Regions from separate parts of the Gossypium arboreum genome. Here region 1 is linked to region 2. A link is a contact called in public Hi-C data. All regions are on one chromosome and are shown on one strand. Each heading gives the region's core, a stretch centred on a gene start, on an enhancer-like site or on the middle of the called end of the contact. The rest is flanking DNA. Distances are from core to core; before and after follow the strand shown. Region 1 holds the start of LOC108457313 (DNA mismatch repair protein MSH2). Region 2 holds the start of LOC108454226.

Evidence for each region. A called contact is a pair of places that touch in the nucleus more often than the background predicts.
Region 1: a contact with region 2 is called in a Hi-C map of leaf, with 3 times the contacts expected there. The contact joins the promoter of LOC108457313 here to the promoter of LOC108454226 in region 2. A contact is called at or near these places in 2 of 5 Hi-C or Micro-C datasets (both in leaf).

The regions. Positions count from the first base shown.
Region 1 is chr9:44,963,254-44,966,067 of ASM2569848v2, forward strand. It overlaps LOC108457313 (DNA mismatch repair protein MSH2), which reads left to right and starts at 1,324. Exons shown (of 13, transcript XM_017756301.2): 1 at 1,324-1,712; 2 at 1,852-1,901; 3 at 2,116-2,148; 4 at 2,793-2,814. The coding sequence starts at 1,664.
Region 2 is chr9:44,794,574-44,797,322 of ASM2569848v2, forward strand. It overlaps LOC108454226, which reads right to left and starts at 1,407. Exons shown (of 7, transcript XM_017752611.2): 1 at 619-1,407; 2 at 427-546. The coding sequence starts at 1,102.

The sequences.
Region 1 (2,814 bases), core at 74-2,573, 170 kb after region 2:
ATACCATCCAAAAATGCATCACAAATTGACTAATCTTTTCAGCTTGAAAATTGACAGCTTGATTGAATTTACTTCAATAAATTTCACTCATTCCGTGCATGTATCATTCCTTGTTTTCTCGAAAAGATTCATCCTCGCATTTTGTCTTTGATCGAATCTTGGTTTGATTTGCTTGACCTTTGACCTTATTGTTGGGCTTTGAGGTAGTGTAAGTCCATCACATCCATGAGTCTGAAATTGAGCCTTAAGACTTTCATCATATAATCAATATTATCATTTGCACATGTTAAATTATTTGAATTTACTTATTAACTAACTTCTTACTATATTCAAATTCAACAAATCTACATTGCTTTTAGGATTATAATTAATTTATACACTAAACTCATGCATCACAGGTAAGAAGACTAATATTATATATTATAAGGTTTATCTAAAATAGAAATAAACAAACATGTTCACATTATAGTTTTTTAACAAATGGACACTCCCTCGTTTAAGGCACTTATTTTCAATTTGGATAAATTTCTTTTTACATATTGTCTTTTAAATTAGGGCTTGTTTGATAGAACATTGAAAATAATAAGTAGACAAGAATTACTTATCACTTAATGGAGGATATTTTCAACCAATTCAATTTTATTTTATTTTATTTATTTTATTATTATATTATCCAATAAAATTTTATGTTTAAAATTTGATTTTATTTAAAATAAAGTGAAATATTTAAAATTAAGGATAATATGTAGAATATTTTTAATTTAAAATTTATGTTTATCAAACAATTTTATAACTTAAATTTAGTACTTAAATTTTTCAAAATTTATTTTCTGCATTTAATTTTTAATTTATCAAATAGTAACTTACATTAAATTAATTTAAACATTACTTAATTATTGAACGTATATTACAATTCATAGGACTCTTTTTTAAATTAATGTTTTATAATAAAATTCTTTTATTACTAGTCATTATTTATTTTTCATGAATTAATTTATCTGTTAGTACAAAATTTTATAATAAAATATTGAAATATCTATTTTTATTAATTATTTTAATATAATATTTCAAATCTAAATTTTTCAATTTATTTTAACAATTAATATCTTTATTTATTATAATATTTTAATATTATATTTCGAGACTTCAAAATAAAACAATAAATATATAGTTAATATATTATTAATATGTATTATCAATTTTAAATTTTTAAAACCAATTAAATTGACAAGCACAAATGATATTATTATGATACGGACATACAAAGTAGTATTAAACCTAAAAGAAAATATGAAGTAGAATTGAGATACTTACAAATTTGTGGCTTTGTGCATAGTGGATGAAATGAAAGAAAGGCCCAATTCTGGTTATAAATTGAGTCTCCAAGTTATCATCTGTGTTCAGGACTTGGCCCAAGCTTAGGTCAGGTTGATCCAACTTCAACACAACCAAGAAATATGGAGTACTTCGGAGACCCCTTCTCAAAACCCCGCCAATTCCTTTCCCGCCATCAGAAAAAGGCCCTTTATTTTAGGTTTTGTGTTTTTGTTTTTCTACAGAATAAGAATAGGTTTTTGGTTTGTGTTCTCTGAAGCTGAAAAGTAGCCATTTTCTTTCTCTTTTTTTCCCCCGTTTTTGGGCTTTTTGGTGAGTTGTCTCGAAAATGGATGAAAATTTTGATGAACAAAACAAGCTTCCAGAGCTCAAACTAGGTACCCACTCACTCCTTTTTCTGTTAGAAACTTATTTTTATGCTTTTAATTTTCTTTTGATAATTTTTTTCCAGGAATTTATGGTTGATAATACTTTTCTCCTTTTTTGGTTTTGTTTTTTTTGGGTTACTGTTAACAGACGCTAAGCAGGCTCAAGGGTTTCTCTCATTTTTCAAAACTCTACCGAATGTAAGCCCCCTTTCTTTTTCTATCTATTGGGATTTATATTACTAATTATGGTTTTTTTTTCCTTTAATGTTTATTTACTTATATAATGAAACCGAACAGGAACAGGTAAAATGGGGGAGAAAATGCCATATCAATACTTAATATGGTTTGAAAAAAAATGATTTAATTTGAACTATATTTCGTTTCCCTGATCATTTGGTCTCTTCCTTTACAGGATCCAAGGGCTGTTCGGTTTTTTGATCGCCGGGTTAGTTCAGGCTTATAGTCTTTACCACTGTGGGTTGTAAAATTTTATTTTGTCTTTACTTCAATTATGATTATTGGTTAAATAATTTGCTTTGAGAACTGGGTGTTTTTTTTTCACCTATAATTAAGAAATGCCAGTTGGGTTGTCTTTGAAATTAAATATTTTTATTTCTTAATATATAAAAAAGGAAATGGAAATATGGTCTGCATATAACTGTTCTTCAGGAAATTGCTATATACATATACGTGTGTTATCTGAAGTTCAGGGGAAAATGGTTAAATTTTTTAAAGGATCAGACGGTTTTGGAAATATTTTTCTAATCCATTTATTCATGCTAAAGTATATTGCCATTTTTGCAATGCCCTATCCCTAATTACCCATTTTCTTATATGTACTTTTCCCTTTCTACTTGTCAACCATTTCAACCTTCATCTCTGTCAGAATTTGTAAATGTGCAATGCTGCCTGTAAAAATACACAAGCGGACATGAAGACATTCTTATATTACACACATATATATAAATGCATATGTATATATTAGGTGTCTAAAACTTGTACAAACTGATTTTGTTCTATAATGCTAGTTTTATTATCCTTTTCATTGTAAGCACCACATTTCCAAACTATTGTTTTCTGAATATACAGGATTATTATACTGCTCATGGTG
Region 2 (2,749 bases), core at 157-2,656:
AAACCAAGTTCAATTGGTCAGAACAAGATTAAATAAAAAAGAATCAAACAACACTAATGTTTCATCAAAATCTAAAATGCCATTGCCTATGTTATTCACAGGGAGTCAAAGAAACAAATACTAAGGAAATGCTAACAGACTTCAACAAGCTATTCAATAATTTGAACGTCCTACGGGTAGAAACTATAAACTAGAAATTAGATGACTTGGCTCATTAGACTAAATCACATGTACAGCTTGAGTTTGATGATGAACTCACTTCATAAAAGGCATTTCTATTTCAATCAGATTAAGAACCTATTTTCTTTAAGTAAAGGGGGAAGCTTGCAACTGATTGCAACATGTGCTTAATCATCATCCCTTGAACCTGTTCTCAAATTCTCTTAATGTTCCCACTAAAAGAAAGAAAATATTACTGTTTCGAACCTTTAGAAGCAGCTTTAGCAGCCCGTTGAGACTCCTGCAAGGCACGTCTCTCAGCTTTTGTTGTTTTCGCTTTTAGAGGCTTTGAACTTGATGCTTGCTCCTTTTGCGCTTCACTTTTTCCTGCAGCAAAGTTTCATTTAATCCAAATACTTTGAAAGTCGTTTATTGTATTCAAAAAGTTATTATATTTACCAGGCAATGGATTCTTAGCTTCCACTGCAGCAACACTTTCCGGATGCTTCACTGTAGACAAATTGAAACCGCCACTGGGAAGACTTGAGGCAAATTTTGCTGAATTACTCCTCCGATACCATCCCAACGACGACTCTGCCCCCTCCGAGAGCTCTTCGTCACCAATTCGACTACGAGGCGGTGAATCCAACCACAACACTGACTCTGATAGGTTGTAACTTCCAACGGTAGGAAGCTCTCCAGAGTTTTCCCGCCCAGGAACGGGCACAGCGGCGGTGCGTCCGCCAAGGTTGTCGGAGAGGTGACGCGGCGGCGGTATCATGACGGGAGAGAGGGAGTTGCTGGCAGGAGAATCAGAGAGTGGAGGCGATTCGGAGCTTGGAGCGGCTGATTGCGGCCGAGGCTGCTGAACCGGCGTGTTAGGAGTGAAGAAGCCGACTTGGCGGACTCTGGGGACGGCTCGTGACATACGACGCGCGTCCATGGATAGTTGCCGTTCGAAGAAATTTGTTGGTTTTTGTGAAAATAAAAGAAAAAAAAGGTGAGAGAAATCAATGTTAGGGTTTGGAATTCATGCAAAAAAAAATTATAATAATAAATAATGAGAAGAAGGTATTAACATAGTTTCCTTTGAGAGAAGACCGAAATATTTTTATTATTTACGCTTTTATGAATAAATTAATGAATAACATTCGCTACTTAGTGGAGAATAAAAAAATCTAAAAAGAATCCAAGACAAATAATTTTTGGACGAAAAGACAATCTTATATTATCGGTGGATACTGAATTTTATTTTATTTGTTATTTAACTTTAAACATATTCTTGATACTTATTCTAACATTAAAATGTTTTAAATTTTATTCCTTAAGTTACAAAACTAACAAAAACAAAACAAAACAAATTTGCAGTTATAATACATAATATTAAGGTTTGCTCTCTCTTTGGTATGCTCCTTGTAGCACGTCTCTAACTTTTTGTTTTCTTTGTTTTTTTGTTGTGTTTCGTTTTGAGTAGTCAGTCGGTTACTTTCTTCTGCCTAGGTTTATTTTGGTGTTCGGGTGGTATAAGGTGATAGTCATGGAGAATGAGATGGAGGGGTTGAAGTTAGATGATGGGAAAGAAGAAGTGATGTTATTGCCTACTAAGTTTGATTCTTTAAAATTGGTCTATGAGTTTTGCTTGGTTGGTTGCTTCCTTACGTCAAGCGTAGTCTATTTTCCAGCAATGAAGAGTAAGATAGCGAACCTTTGGCTCCCTTTAGGGGGTGTTTAGATCTCAAATCTGAGGGAAAGGAGATAATTGTTTAAGTTTTTTTATAAGATGGACATTGAACGAGTGACAAATGGGGCTCTGTGGACTTTCAATAATCATTTATTGATTATGCATCGACTCAAGGAGAACGAAGACCTTATGCAACTGTCTTTAATTTTCTCATCATTTTGGGTTCAAGTGCATGATCTACCTCCAGGGTTTTTTTCCGGAGAATGTAATGAAACAACTTGGAAATTTTATTAGTAGATTCTTGGAATATGATATGAAAGAACTGAGTAGGGGAATGAAAAATTATTTACGTGTTCGGGTTCAATTAGAGGTTAGATGCCCTTTGAAGCAGAGGAAAGAAAATCATGATCTCTCCCAGGAAGTGTACTTACGTAAATTTTAAGTATGAGAGATTGACATTATTCTGTTTTTTATATGGTTGCTTAGGCCATAATGATTCTTTCTACCCCGTTAGATTTAAAAAAGGTGTAGAAGCTGTAGAATTTGGATAGGATTTATCTTTGAAAGCACATTCAATGAGAGTTGCTGTCATGAATAGTGTGTGGCTAAAGGAGGAAGGAGATGGGGAGTTGCAGGAAATGAATCAGGGACAACCTAATTTAGGTAGAAATTTAAGGGATGGAATAAGGAGGGAATCAGGGATGATGATCAATCCTACATTGGGATTTAATTTAGAAGGATTCATGAGTAGTAATGTCGTGAATTATGGGGAATCTTTAAAAGGATTGGGCCAGACACACATGGCGCATGATATGGAAGAAAGCTCAATTGAAAGCGAGGATGGAAAGAAGAGACCCTGTATGGATAGTTTGGATCCTAGCATTTCCAATACAGCTGATTTACCAGTGT